3 separate regions of the Oryctolagus cuniculus genome follow, and regions 1 and 3 are each linked to region 2. The links are chromatin contacts, called in public Hi-C and Micro-C maps. All regions are on one chromosome and are shown on one strand. Each heading gives the region's core, a stretch centred on a gene start, on an enhancer-like site or on the middle of the called end of the contact. The rest is flanking DNA. Distances are from core to core; before and after follow the strand shown.

Region 1 (4,927 bases), core at 1,053-3,552, 170 kb before region 2:
TTCATTTTGGGAAAAGCTAGTTCCAGTCTGTTCCCAAAATTTAACATCATTTTCTAGGGCTCTCTTTCAAATTATTAGAACTCATTCACATTCCCCTTCCTAACTTGGTTTTGATCATACAGGTTCCCTTGAGGGCATGTTCTGAACTAGTCAGTCTCTAAACAGGTGCAAAGAAGAGCTGTAGCCAGCTTGCTCTAGAAAAGAACTAAGTGGCACGTGGCAGAGAAATAGGCACTGCCTTCCCAGCCACAGTGGCCCAGCCCTGGTGGGTTTACAGGGATGGCTGGGCAAGGAGGGTGATGACTCAGCAGCCTGCCTTTCTTTCAGCTATAGCCACAAACAGGTTCTGGGAATATCACTCACTGTGGCCCCTGGGTCCTCCCCTTTCAAAGGGCACCAAGGATCTGTGGTTTCAACTGGAGGAAAAAAAAAAAAAATCCTATTTCCAGGATGCTGTGCAGCAGCTTTGGCAGTCACTCTCCTGGCATCATCCACAGAAGCAGAGAGGGCCTATCACCAACCTTGACCACAGGAGCTGGTCACCTTGCTCACACCCCTAGCCAGGGGTGGACCTTTGGCACAGTGGTTGATATTATTTGGGATGGATACCCACAACCCATATTGAAGTGCCTGGTTTAAGTCCTGCCTCTGCTTCTGATCCAGCTTCCTGCTAATGCAAACCCCAGGAGGCAGCAGGTGATAGCTCAGATACTTGGATCCCTGTCACCCACATGGGAAACCTGCATGGAGATCTGGTGTCCCTGGCTTCTGCCTGACCCAGCTGTCTCAGGGTATCTAGGGAGTGAACCAGTGATGGAAGATTTCTACCTTTCTAATAAAGAAAAAATTACATTCCTAGTCCGAGTAAGGTGTATGAGCACTGCCCTCATCTTCAGCCAGTGAGCCACACTACCTGCCCCGGGCATATCCACTCTCAGCTGGACCCCAGAGCAATGATGAGGTGTGCGGTGGCGAATCAGGAGCAAGCAGGTCTTCCTATTTATGTCTCTGATCTTGAGACATTCTTGTGCCCCCCACCCCCGGCAATCTCAGCACCCCAAGCCAAGCTTCCTGCCAGTCATTTGAGCACCCTCTTTCTCTCCCCCACCCAACCTATGGGCTATATACAGTCACTCAAGCCACTCTGCACTGGAGTAATATTTATTTTTTTCCTTGGCAAAAAGTCAAGTGCTACATTTTTAAAAACAGAAAATCTCAAACAATCAAACTCATTACCCATCACAGAAGAGGGTCTTGGCAAACAGTACAAAACATCCTACTTGAGATTTTTTTTTTAAATATACAAGTCAGTTTAAAACGATAGAAGTTCTGTGAGAACTAAGAAATCTACAGCCTGTAGTTTAATAATAGAAAAAAAATTAAGACAATTAAAAGGTTTATAGCATCCAGCATTTTGCTTAATTCCCTGTTTATAGCACCTATTTCTCTAGGTTAGAAGATGAGAATTCCAGAACCTGTGGGGCGTGCTGTATGCCAACCCCTCTGGGGAACCTGCTGTCTCCTCTCCCCGCTGCCCTGTTCCATGATGAGCCTCCCTACTTACACCCAGGGAGGAGGGATATCTGGGAGAGCAGCAAATACTCTGGGGTACGGTAGTAAGCGACTTTTCCTTTCCCCAGGAGATGCTGAGAGAAGCAGAGTATGTGCTTAGAGGAGCAATCTGTGGGTGGGGACAGCTGTTATCTTCCACATGATGCATAAAAAAACAGGGAGCAACAGGACCTCACAATGAGTCAGTTGCCCGCAAGTTTAAAACCTCAGACAAAACACAGTTTCAAAGGAGGAACAGACAAGTACTAATCACGCTGAGGCTTTTACATGCACAATGCTACTGGCTGCAAGCCACCCCCTCACTGACCTAGGGCCGAGCCCACACAGAGGAGGGAGAGCTTCAACCCCAAGCTTCACTGCACTGAGAAAATGAATATTCCACGCATGACACACTCACTATACATGGATAAACCCCCTGTGCACCCTCACCCTCCTGGACTGAACCCAGTTTAGAAAGCAACAGCAGAATCCATTGGGGAGAATGGAAGAATGGCAGAGAGGTCTTCTCTCAAAGCCAAGGGAGCTATGAGAATCGTGACAGACTGGAGACCCCTAGCTCCAGCCCATGAAGTATGGGCAAGGTCTTGCTGGAGGGGAGGAAGGGAGAGGGAGGCTGGGATGCAAACTCTTTACCAAGTCCTGTGATGCTCTGCAGTGTGCAGAGCTGCCTCTGGATGCAGACTCAGGTTTCAGAGGAGTGGCCACCGGCTAAGTGGAGGGGAAGCTGGGAAGTGGAAGTGACAGCCACAGAGGTGTCCTCACCCGGAGGACACACAGCTGGGAAGACAGGTAGGGTTGGATCACTCGGGAGTCCCGGCATGGGAAGCCCCAGGAAGGCTGTGCTCTCGCTCAAGGATTTTCCCAGTGGTGATGTGTTTTCCTTCCTATATTCAGTGTTAGACTTTAACGCACAAGATACAGACTAGCCCCAAAGCTGGACTTGAATAAAGTTGTTTCTTTTATAAATATTTTAATTACAAGGAATCCTCACTCCAGATAACTTCAGTGACACACAGTACCTACACGCATGCAAGTTCGCTCTCTCTCTCTCCCGCTCTCTCTCATACACACACACACGCACACACACACACCCACACGGCTCTCAAACTTTCACAGAAAGTCTGACAGCAACCACATAATTATAAAGGAGCCCTACCTCTCAAGAGTGAAGTAAGGGTGAGAAGGACTGTGTCATTTCTGCCTAAAGAAGCAAGAGAGGGGAGAGTGTGTGTCACTTAACGAAAACATCTAACTGGGGATCAGCAACGTTTGGCTGAGAAGCCAGAAAGAAAAAAAGGGTACAATTCTGATTACCTAAAGGGAAAAAGAAAAAAAAATAATAAAAAGCCCTTCAGCTTTCTGTACAGAGCTTCTTCCTACTGAGTGCCTAAACTATGGACAAACCCTGGTGTTCTCACTAAAATATGAGAGCCTCACACAGTTGGGGGGGTGGGGGTGGGGCAAAAGAAGAAACCAGGAAACTGCAGATGGAAGTCAGTGTAAATCTCTGCATTCTGGGAGAGTCAGCTGTCACTGATCATCAGCTCCAGAGCCCAGCATAGTTTCCGTGGAGCCCTGAAGGGAGGGGACCTCCTGCCACAAAGAGTTTCGTGCCGGACGAGTCGTAGCAGTGGGTGTACACGGCATTGGGGAAGAAATCAATGTCCGAAAAGTAATTCCTCCAGGTTTCATCATGATTCTACAGGGAGACAGAGAGACCGGGTTAGCACCCTGTGGCCATGGGGCAGAAACACGAATGCATTCCGATCTCCTTAAGTGGAGGGGCACCGCACCTATAACCTGATGTTGGCAGACTGGTTTTCCTGGGAACTAGGGCCTCAGTTTTCAACTGAGCATTAGAGAGGAAGTACACACAGTTCAGATCTTGTCCAACAGCTAGACTAGAACTCTTCATAATCCGCCGGCAGCTCGGCAGCACATTCCTAACCTTTCTTGTTCCATTACCACTTCAGGGGAACCCTGGGCCAGGCAACTTGATTTCTTGTGCCTCAGTTTAACCACAGGCAACAGATGGAGACATAAAAGCAAAATTAGAGGAAATTCCTTTCCTGCTCTAAGGAGTGCCTGGAGGTAGGCTGTGGGAGGGGCTGGTACAGGGGAGATAATTGTTCTGCCACTGTCTGGCAATCAACTCAAGCGGGGCTCACTCACCAGCCAGCCTTTGCCAGTGGTTAGCTTCAGATTCTCCCCTGCCAGTTTGGGCTTGGACCCGTAACAAGCAGAGAGCCTCTCTTCCAGGAATCTCTGAGCTCGGATATCATAGAACAACAGGGAGCCCTGCCCTGTGCCCACAGTGATGATGTGCTCGTAGAAGCTCACTGACCGGATCCCTGAAAGACAGAGAAGGGAAGGGAGAGCGTTAGCTTAGCAGTCTGCTCGCCTGAATTCCTCCAATGCCGAGTCTGCACTGCACCTCCCAGTATCGGACAATGCTTTTCCAGGGGCAAACATAGCTCATGCAACAGCAGGGAACCCTGGTGCCACGCTGCCGCAGCCATCACGCACTAACAGGAGCCCTCCGACCAGCTGTGGAGAATGCCAGATTGCTGACTAAGCCTCAGATGTTTTTGGCCAAAGACAGTAAGTGTGCCTGGAACTTCCCTGCGTCACCACTTCGGAATCATCACTCACAACTACGCTCTTTGCCAGTATATGTTTCCAGCCTATACTGCAATTCAGGGTGATCTGCGTATGTACAAATCATCACATAAACAAGGACTTCCTTATATTCCTTATATAAAATTACCACCTTATATAAAATTACAGGAAGTCTGTAGCTGGTATTAAGTGTGTTAGGAGGGTGACAGAAAGCCCAAAACTTAAGCACACCAGAGCATTCTTCCTCACCACAGGGTGAACTTTAGACATCTAATCATTGTGGGTCACTGAGAAAACACAACTGCTGTACCCAGGCATCAAATAATTCCATGGGATACAAAGATGTCTCCTAGCACAGAAGAGAGGCTCCAAAATATTTGTGAAACCAGTACTTCCTCTTTATATAAAAGTCACCCCTGTTAACAGTAACCAAAATGTTTTGTGGTATAGTGGGTTAAACCACTGCTCAGGACACCTACATCCCATACTACAGCATTAGTCCAAGTCCTGGCTCTTCCACTTCCGATCCAGTTGCCTGCTAATGTGCCCAGGAAGGTAACAGAGAGATGACAGCCTATGGATTTGAGTCCCTGCTATCCAAGAAGGAGACTTGGATGGAATTCTAGGTTTCCGGCTTCAGTGTAGCACAGATCTGGCTGTTACCGTCATTTGGGAAGTGATGAACCAGTGGATGGGGCTGGGGTTGTGGTGTAGCAAGTAAAGCTACAGCCTGCAA
Region 2 (4,604 bases), core at 1,040-3,539:
GTCATCTTCTAGACATTTCTTTCCATTTACACTTGTCCAGGCAGTCAGTAGGGTACTGGAGTCTAACACTCTGGGGACATTTTCTGACTTGGGCTGTGCAGGTGACATTCTGGGAGATGTGAGTCAGCTGTGGCTACAACTCCTTTGCAAAACGGCTGCTCATATTTAGAAAGGTATATACACCTCTCTGTTCTGTAAGTAGTCACTGAGGCCCCGCTGCATTGGATACAGTTCAAGGCACACTCAAGTCCTGTCCGGAAACTGGTAGCCTGGGTGGACTGGGAGCAGACTTGTTTGCGTAGTGACAGTAGGTGTCCAAACTTCCTCTTTGTTTTCTTAGATTCTCGACTATCTCTTTGCACACGGACAGCTTTGCGAGAAGGGCTTTGACCCTCTGTTAGTGGAAGAGGCTTTGGAAATGCAACAGTGTTCAGAAGAAAAGGTGAGACCCTTCAGGCTTCATGGGAACCCCCTGGAAAAGAGGAAGCGTCCTTCTCTCCCTTGGTCACAGGCTGCTTCCCTTGCCAAGGAACTGCAGGGTGGTCTCATGTCTAGGCAGGCTCTGCTCGACTTGGGGAATACATGGGCTTATCTAGAATCCCAGTGAGGGGAAGGGAGAATTGACTTGGGCCGAAAGCCAAACTTCCGATGACCAGGAGGATCACTAGTCTCACCACCTACCTTGATCCCTGGAGAACAGCTGTTTTGGAGGTCAGTGGCCTGCCTCAGTCAGTATGGGTGGAAGGACCCAGATAGAGGTCAGCAGGAGGTGGGCTGAGCTAAGGGTGGCTCTTGAAGGGTGGCAGGCTTTGGTGTCAAACCTGCGTGACCTGGTTTCCTCCACCACCACCCTTTCTTCCTGAAGAACCTCAGGGAGACTGAGGTGGCTCTGGCTAGAGGGATGCAGAACCCCCGTGACCTCCAGGCCCCTTCCAGACAAAATGCTCCGTTGCTCTGTTGTGTTGGATGGCTGGGCCCTTTAATCTGTGTTCTCTTATGTCCCTTAGATGATGGAGTTTCTTCAGTTAATGAGCAAGTTTAAGGAAATGGGCTTTGAACTGAAGGACATTAAGGAAGCTTTGGTATTACACAACAATGACCAGGACAATGCTTTGGAAGACCTCATGGCCCGGGCAGGAGCCAGCTGAGACCAGGCCCTGCTACAGCCCTGCCACGGAACCACCACCCCCAGGAAGCCCCTGCAGAGCCCGCCTGTGGGGAAGGCGAAGGGGACACTTCTGGATTTTCTTTTGGGACTTAAGACGGTCAGGCGTGGAGACTGTGCTTGTCAATCTCCATGAGCGCAGGGCCCGAGCTGGGGAGAAGCGGGAAGATTTGGGCATGCTAATGCCCCCAGACCTGTCCTGGCTCCTTCTCTATTAAACATGTTTGTATCTTGAGAAGTGTCCTTCCCACCTGGGCCCTCCAGAAAGACTAGCTTGGTCTTCTCTTGGGTCTTTACGTCCTCAGCCCTGGCCTGGCCACCAAGAGGAGTCAGGGAAAAGTGGGGGAGAGGGCCAAACTCAGTGCTGCTTTGGGGCTAGATGCTTCTCCCTCCCCACACTAGTGGACGGAACTCTAATCCAAGTTGAGTACAAGTGAAAGGTTCTTCCGGGGTTTCAGTCCCCCCTCAACAAAGCCTCTTAGTGTTACACTGGTTCTGCAATGTCTGCGGTGCGAAGAATGCACTTTTATCCAGGGGGCCTGAGTTTCTCTTTCGCCAGGCAGTCACTACGCTTCCCTGCCCCAGCCTGCCTCTCCTGGTGTGGTTTGGACCACAGTCTCTGCTGCCCAGGGTTACAGAGCCCCTGCTCTAGGAAACAGTTGTCAGTTTAACCCTTGGCCCCTTCGCAGCACATTCAGTGGGGAGACAACAGGCCACAGTGCCGTCACCCAGCACTAACTCCACTTCTGTTCTTGGACAGCCTCTCCCCCCTGCAGCCCACTGCTTTAGAATGACACAAGTAACACCTAGTCATAGAAATCAGTCTCTTTGGTTTTGTATTATGTTGAACGTTAAAAATCTAAATACAAAGAATATACAGTCTTGAATCTAAAATAATTTGCTAACTATTTTGATTCTTCAGAGAGTACTACTAATAAAAATCTAAAAGGTATATCCTGCCATGCTAATTTCTTTATTGTCAAGGGCTGTTTTAGTGAGGGGTGGAGTGGGTGGTAAGGGAGTTCCTGTGTAGATTTGCTGGGGGTGGAACATGACCTAACCTGCTTCTGTCATTTCAGTACTTTCTTCCTACTCCAGGCCTGCGAGACCCAGGAACTGGCCCCTGCAAAGGCAGGTCCAGACAAGTGCCTTTTTAAACCTGACCTATCTCAGTCTCTGGCAGAGGACATCGACTCTGCGGTTAAGACTTACTGGAAGTGAGATAGATTGGGCCTTCAGGAGATGGAGGAAATCCCTTTTCCCGTGAGCAGCATCAGGCGTTTATGTGCTATTTGAGTACGATAGAACTAGATGCATCCCTCAAGTTTCTTGTCCTTATTTTTAGCGCTGTTCCACCATCCCTCTTGGGCTCTCCACAAAGAGTGGGTCTCGGGTTTTTTAAATGATCATGTGTGTAGGGGCTGCGGAGCCTTAGGGCCAAGAAGCACCAAGATGGAAGCAGGATGCCCTCTGGTGGTCAAAGAGTGGTTAGGGCCAGAATGCTGCAGACTGGAAAAAGCTACTTGGTTGACTTGGCCTTTTAACTAAGCCCTCCTTTTAAAACATTAAAAAGTTACTCTTTACCTGAAGGAAATTAAAGGTCACACAGCAATGGCCCAGGCTGTGATAAATCTCAGTTTGTCCCTGGACGGCCTTGGAAAGTGATGGGCACTTGGAGACTTCTTCCTGCTGAAGAGACAGACAACAAGCAGTACCCAGAACTATGTATAAATTGAGTCACTGTTGACTGGAGTACTCCGTGCCAAGGCCTGTGAGAGGCGGTGTAGCTGGAGTGGCCAGGGTGCCCGGGACAGCACACCTGGGATGGAGCCTTTGGAGCCTTGCTTGAGACCCTCCAGCTCCTCAAGGATTCCATGAAGGGTGTGAATGAGGAAGCATGGGGCACTGGATAGCCCTGTCACCCCGCAAAGGTCAGAGATGTGAAAAAGAACGCAGTGACATGGACACCCTCTTTTTTTTTTTTTTTTCTCAAAACTAGACTGCAGGAAGGGAAGGGAACTGTAAGCCAAAAGCCATCACATCAGCTACTGAAGACATCTCAAGGTTTATTCATTTAAAAATTTCAAAACTGTTTTAGTTTAGGGCCAGTGTTTACATCTTTGAAGACAGAACTCAGCTGATAAAGCTTCTGGGTCAGCAGGTTGTCCGTCCTTCCCTAGATTGTGACCTCTGACCTCCAGAGGTCAGATACCACTAACTACCCCGTCCTCCAGTCCTTGAATTTAACAACATCCACAGGGTGTCAGGTCCAATTGTATGCCCTCAGGCAAGGATTTAGTAAAGCATTCTCTTCTAGCTCTAAACTCCCTTTCTTATAGCTGCTCCGTACTTGGGGCTGGGAGGGACAGAGGCTCATCGAAGGCCATGTGTGTAGAGATGAGGCTAGCACAGGCGGTACCAGGTGGTTCTGGCATGTGCAGGGAGGACTTGGCGGGCCGCCTCCAGCCCAAGGGTCGGGCACAGGGACTTGCACTACCCGCACCGTCCCATCCAGGATCTTGCTTTAAGACACTGCTGTCCTCTCAGGGGTTGCGGCTGGCCTGTGGCAAGTGAGGTATAACTGCAGCTGGCTCCTCAGACTCTGGATGCACTTGGATTTCAGGGCCATGATTTCATCCAGCTGGGTCACAAAGTCTTCAAAATCCTGAGAAAAGAAACAGGACAAATGGAGCTTTTGTTCTGTTTTGCCCTCCACCAGATCTCTTTTTCTACTTCCTTCTCTAAACAGGAAGATTTCAGAATTCACCACTACCAGCAGCAGCAGCTGAGAAACCATCAGGATTGTTGCAATGGCACGGGATGGGGCCCAGTCTTCTGCGTGTGAGACACTTTCCAGATAAAGGTGTATTCTGATAGAAATGCCTCTGGTTGGGGCCAGTGCTGTGGCAAAGTAGGCTAAGCCTCTGTAGCACTGGCATCCCATAGGGGCACCCGTTCGTGTCCTAGCTGCTCCTTTTCCGATCCAGCTCTCTGCTGTGGCCTGGAGAAGTAGCAGAAGATGGCCTAAGTAGTTGGGCCCCTGCACCTGCGTGGGAGACCCCGAGGAAGCTTCTGGCTCCTGGCTTCAGATCAGGCTAGCTCTGACCATTGCAGCCATTTGGGGAGTAAACCAGTGAATGGAAGATCTCTCTCTCCCTAACTCTCAAAAAATAAATAAATAAATAAAAATCATAAAAAAAAGAAATGCCTCTGATGGCATGTGGGTGTTATTAAGAGTCACAGGAAGAGGCCCCAATAAACCACTAGGAAGGCAGAGTGGTTGGGGATAGAAGCTGAGAACATTTTAGCCTGAGAATGCGGAGTATAGCACCATATTCCAACAGTACCTGTCCTGAGTAGCAAGCTGTACTGGCCAGGCAGGAGGCGGCACAAGGCCCAGCAGTGGTGTGTAACAGCCCCCATATGCTGCACATGACTA
Region 3 (4,615 bases), core at 1,574-4,073, 130 kb before region 2:
GATTCAACCACTGAGACGCAAACACTTTATTAAGGGTCCCAAGGTGAAACTCTCTCTCCTTCAGGAGACTGGGAAGTTGCTGGGCTGCATACCCATACAACACTCGCGAGTAATTGGTTTCATTCTGTAGCCTGACTTCCCGGTTCTTCAGGTAGCACACTAAGGATCTCTTCACTGGCGGGAGTCTTTTCCTTTTGTGAAGTGAGTGGTCCCAGCCAAACTGTGGAAAGCAACGTGAGAAATCAGGGATTTGCCTAACTTTCCTCAGAACAAGCGATCCTACCATATTAGGGAAACAAGAACTAATCCTTCAGGATTTATATCCAACAGAAATACAAAAGAACAGGAATCTCAATCCACTAAGTTCAGTGTAACTCTTCCAACACTGAGATATTGCTCATGGTCAAACCTACCCATGTGAGTTCAAGGGCTGAAAGATAAGGGAATGGAGCAAAGAATAGGACAGATGACTTAGGAGAGAGACTCTTTTAGATTCCCCTTTAGCTACCCTGGGCAGGGAAGGCAAAGAGGGGCTGAGCGACTGCCACACCGACCTGGGCTACATCTCTACCTCGCACCCTTCTCCCTCTCAGCCTTAACTCCCTGCAGAGCATGAAAAGCCCAGCTCAAGTGGCCAGACCGGGGTCCCGGGTCTTCCAGGGCCATTGATAAATGGCCGCTCCTCTTGGCATCGCGACCGCGCTCCAGGCGGTTGCAAAATTCGAAAAATCAAACACCAACGGGGTGGGGAGGCACAGGAAATCAGAGTCCCTACCCTATCCCGTGAAGGCTTCCCCTCCGAAGGGGGCGGTGTAAGGATTACGACAGGGACCTGCTGTTTGTTCTAGGGGTCCAAGCACCAAAAGGCCCAGCTTGCTCCGTGGGCAACCACAGGGGGTGTCCTTCCTCGATGAGGGACGCGGTCATGCCCGCTTTCTGGGGCCCCTTAGGGACGGACTTCACGCTCCCTCTCAGCACATTCTGGGAGGTCGGTCTTGTTCCCGATTCCCCTCCTCCAAAGTCAAGCCTCTAAACAAGTCCTATTCCTGGCTGCAAGGCCTCCTACGGAATGCCACTCTTTTGAGGGCCCCTTTTACCGCCTCACCCCTCCGGCCTACCTGTCCTCCAGGGAACTCCTGGGGGCCCAGCCCCAGCCCTAAAGACCCAGGCCCTCTGGTCCCGCCAGACTACAGACCTTGAACCTCGAACTCCTGTCCCCAGCTCTGCAGGCCTAAGTCTCGGCCTCACAGCCCTCACCTGCGGACTCTGAGCGTCGCTCCCAGCTCCCGGCGAGGCAGGCGCTTTCCGCTTCCTGCTAACTGCTTTCCGGGCCATGGTGGGCAGCGCCGCCGCGGTCCCGCAGCCGCATGGGGCGTAGGAAGCGAGGAGTAACAGGACGGCGGGTCATATACTGGGCCCCGGGGCCGCGCAGCTCAGTGCGTCCGGCCCGGAAAATGGCCCAGAACCCGGGGCAGCAGTAGTTAACAAGGCAGGCGGACTGAAGGGAAGGAGGGGGAGGATCGGGGCCGGGAAAGGGAAGGGAAAGGGGAAGCCGGAACCAGAAGCTTTCCGACGACCTAGTCTGGAAAGGACGGCGAGCGACTAGAACCAAAACACCCCCTCCCCCTCGCCCGCGCTTCGTCACCTCTGCGCAGCCGCACTTCGCGGCGCGTCGCTACGGAAACGCCGCGGGACGAGAGGGGCGGGATTTAGGACTCGGAGGAGAGTTCCCGGCTGTTGCCTAGCTGCGACCTGACACTCGTTCGACTGCTGCTGGAGGTGGACGAGCAGGCGCTGGGAGAATCTGGCCTCTGGTCACCCGACCTTGGAGCCTAGCTGGCCCCATTCGCGGGCACCCGGAAGTGAGGGATGACCAGCTCTGCTAGGATCGCGATCCCTCCCAGCGCCACACTTCACCCGCCGAACATCTTTGGTTACCTCGCATCTAGCCGCGTACGTTTCCCCCAACCTATCACAAACCGTGCCCTGGAGCCGAAGGCTGGACACTGGCTGGGAGGCAGACACCTGCCCTGCCCCTCGAGACGGAGTCTGGAGTATGGCCGGACTTTTCTCTGGGCGGGGAACCAGCCCAGGCTGCCCCGGGAGCCTCTGGCCACCCTCTTCCCCACGTTCTCCGCTGTCTATTGCTTGCGCCACTGCCCACCAACCCCTCCTGACCCTCTTTGCCTGGGCGGATCGCAACAGCCCCTCTGTCACCTGCCCCTCCCCCCTTTTATAGTCCAGTGACCTGCCGTCAAAGCCACAGCCTCTTGTGCTTTTTATGAGGTAGGCTTCAGGCTGTAATTTGTCACTGCCTGCCTTTCACATCCCAGGTTGCGTCTCCAGTGATGCAGCTGGGCGAAATTTGAACCGCGGGAAAGAGTGGCCGTTTTTGGCTTCTCGATCCAGTTTGGACTGGCATTGGTCACCCAACGAGGGCTTTTTCGAGGTCACCCTTGCCTCCTGAGGGAATTTGAGTGACAGCCTCCAGACTCCTCAGGCAAAGAAACCCTTCGGAAGAAGGAGAATGCACTTGGTTTGGGGCCAACTGGCCTCAAGCTGTGGCACCGGGTCCCTTCAGGCTTCAGGCCTCCTAACTCCAGGGAGCTCTGTTGGCCCTTGTGAAGTTCTACCTACAAGGAGATCTGGATTTGTTCTCCAAACTAAACCAAAGGCTAGATTGAGACAGGATCCTCCACCATCCCAAGTCAACTGTCACTAACCCATAATGCCATCTTGGGAAAGGCATCCCCATCTTACTTGGCCAGACCTGTCCCTTGAGAGGCACGCACACAATGAGTATCTCAGGAGTGGGTCGCTTTCCTTTTGGAGTCTTGTTCTAGTTCTGTCTCGCCTCACAATGCTCTGGAAGACAGAGGATCCCATTGGGCAAGAGTCTAGAATCTTCTGAGAATCTCTAGGCTCAGGCTGGGCAGGGTCTGGGTCTTGGTCTCCCCCCTCCAAGTCAAAAGATACACTGGGCACTGCTGCAGACTCATTCTCAAAATTGGTATACATCATTTTGACATCCCAAGGAAGCATCCCCCAAAGCATAGCTCATCATTTCATCATTTCTGTGAAAATAAAATAGAAATGACACACATTTAGAAGCTTAAAAGTTCACAGTTGCTTTTAAAGAGTGATAATAAAGTTTCAGTGAAGTAGAATGACAGTAACTCTTATACACTTAAAAAAAGATTTATTTATTTGAAAGAGTTAGAGAGGCAGCGAGAGAAAGATCTTCCCTCTGCTGGTCCACTCCCCAAATGGCCACAACAGGCAGAGCCGGGCCAATCTGAAGCCAGGAGCTTCTTATGGCTCTCCCATGCAGGTACAGGAGTCCAAGGACTTGGATCACCCTCCACTGTCCTCCCAGGCAGGGGTCGACACTATGGCATAGCGAATGAAGCCACCACCTGTAGCATCGGCATCCCATATGGGCGCCAGTTCAAGTCCCGGCTGCTCCATTTCCAAGCCAGCTCTCGGCTATGGCCTGGGAAGGCAGTGGAGGGTGGCCCAAGTACTTGGGCCCCTGCTCCCACATAGGAGACCTGAAAGAAGCTTCTGGCTCCTGACTTTGGATCAACACAGCTCTGGGCAGTACAGCCAATTGGGGAGTGAACCAGTGGATGGAAGACCTCTCTTCTCTCTCTCTGCCTCTGCTTCTCTCTGACTTTCAAATAAATAAATAAATCTTAAAAAAAGAAAAGAAATGGAGCAGCCAGGACTTGAACTGGTGCCCATATGGGATGCCGGCACTGCAGGTAGCAGCTTTACCCACTATGCCACAGCACTGGCCCCTATTTATTTTTTAAGAGATTTATGTATTTATTTGAAAGGCAGAGTTACAGAGAGAGGAAGAGACAGAGAGAGAGAGAGAGAGAGGCAGAGAAAGAGAGGAATCTTCCATCAGTTGGTTCACTCCCCAGATGGCCACAATGCCCAGGCCAAAGCCAGAAGCCAGGATCTTTATCTGCGTCTCCCATGTGGCGACAGGGGCCCAACTGCTTGGGCCATCTTCTGCTGCTTTCCAGGTACATTAGCAGGGAGCTGGATCAGAAGCTGAGCAGTGCCCACATGGGATATGCTGACATTGCAGGCATCTGCTTAACCTGCTATTCCACATTGCGGGTCTTTGATTAAGTATTTTTAAAAAGTTATAAAATATATTTCCCCAATTACAAAATAAATATGTGCTCAAAGTAGAAACTTGGAAATCATGGGGAATAAAGGTATTTAAAAAAAATCCTTGATTCCACTATTTACATTTTTTAAAAAAGATTTATTTATTTGAGAGGCAGAGTCATAGACAGAGAGAGGGAGAGAGAGAAAGGTCTTCCATCTGCTGGTTCACTCTCCAAATAGCTGCAATGACTGGAGGTAGGCCAATCCAAAGCCAGGAGCCAGGAGCTTCTGCCAGGTCCAAGCACTTGGGCTATATTCTACTGCTTTCCCAAGTCATCAGCAGGGAGCTGGCTCACAAGTAGAGCAGCTAGGACTTAAACTGGTGCTCATATGAGTTGCTGGCACCACAGGCGGGGGCTAAACCCACTATACCACAATGCACACCCCCACTATTTACATCTTGGTGTGGGATCTTCCAGTTCCGTTTTAT

The links. Hi-C and Micro-C count contacts between places; a contact is called where the count stands out from the background.
Region 1: a contact with region 2 is called in a Hi-C map of an unstated tissue, with 2.7 times the contacts expected there. The contact joins two enhancer-like sites. A contact is called at or near these places in 2 of 6 Hi-C or Micro-C datasets (embryonic fibroblasts and an unstated tissue).
Region 3: a contact with region 2 is called in a Micro-C map of ear pinna, with 5 times the contacts expected there. The contact joins the promoter of DCAF12 here to the enhancer-like site in region 2. A contact is called at or near these places in 2 of 6 Hi-C or Micro-C datasets (ear pinna and embryonic fibroblasts).

What each region holds. Positions count from the first base shown.
Region 1 is chr1:197,086,734-197,091,660 of mOryCun1.1, forward strand. DCAF12 (DDB1 and CUL4 associated factor 12) reads right to left here. Exons shown (of 9, transcript XM_008273818.4): 8 at 3,745-3,923; 9 at 1,146-3,271. The coding sequence ends at 3,113. Among named protein-coding and RNA genes, the nearest start is that of UBAP1, 40 kb to the right of the region's middle. Within about 2 kb of position 2,303, at least 4 of the 8 cell types and tissues checked have an H3K27ac peak or open chromatin away from gene starts, as enhancers often do.
Region 2 is chr1:197,256,317-197,260,920 of mOryCun1.1, forward strand. It overlaps UBAP1 (ubiquitin associated protein 1), which reads left to right. Exons shown (of 7, transcript XM_070053455.1): 6 at 341-442; 7 at 1,008-2,117. The coding sequence ends at 1,148. KIF24 (kinesin family member 24) reads right to left here. Exons shown (of 13, transcript XM_008274282.4): 13 at 3,212-3,830. The coding sequence ends at 3,690. Among named protein-coding and RNA genes, the nearest start is that of KIF24, 91 kb to the right of the region's middle. Within about 2 kb of position 2,290, at least 1 of the 8 cell types and tissues checked has an H3K27ac peak or open chromatin away from gene starts, as enhancers often do.
Region 3 is chr1:197,127,662-197,132,276 of mOryCun1.1, forward strand. It overlaps DCAF12 (DDB1 and CUL4 associated factor 12), which reads right to left and starts at 2,824. Exons shown (of 9, transcript XM_008273818.4): 1 at 2,724-2,824; 2 at 1-220. The coding sequence starts at 2,735. It overlaps UBAP1 (ubiquitin associated protein 1), which reads left to right and starts at 1,839. Exons shown (of 7, transcript XM_070053455.1): 1 at 1,839-1,953.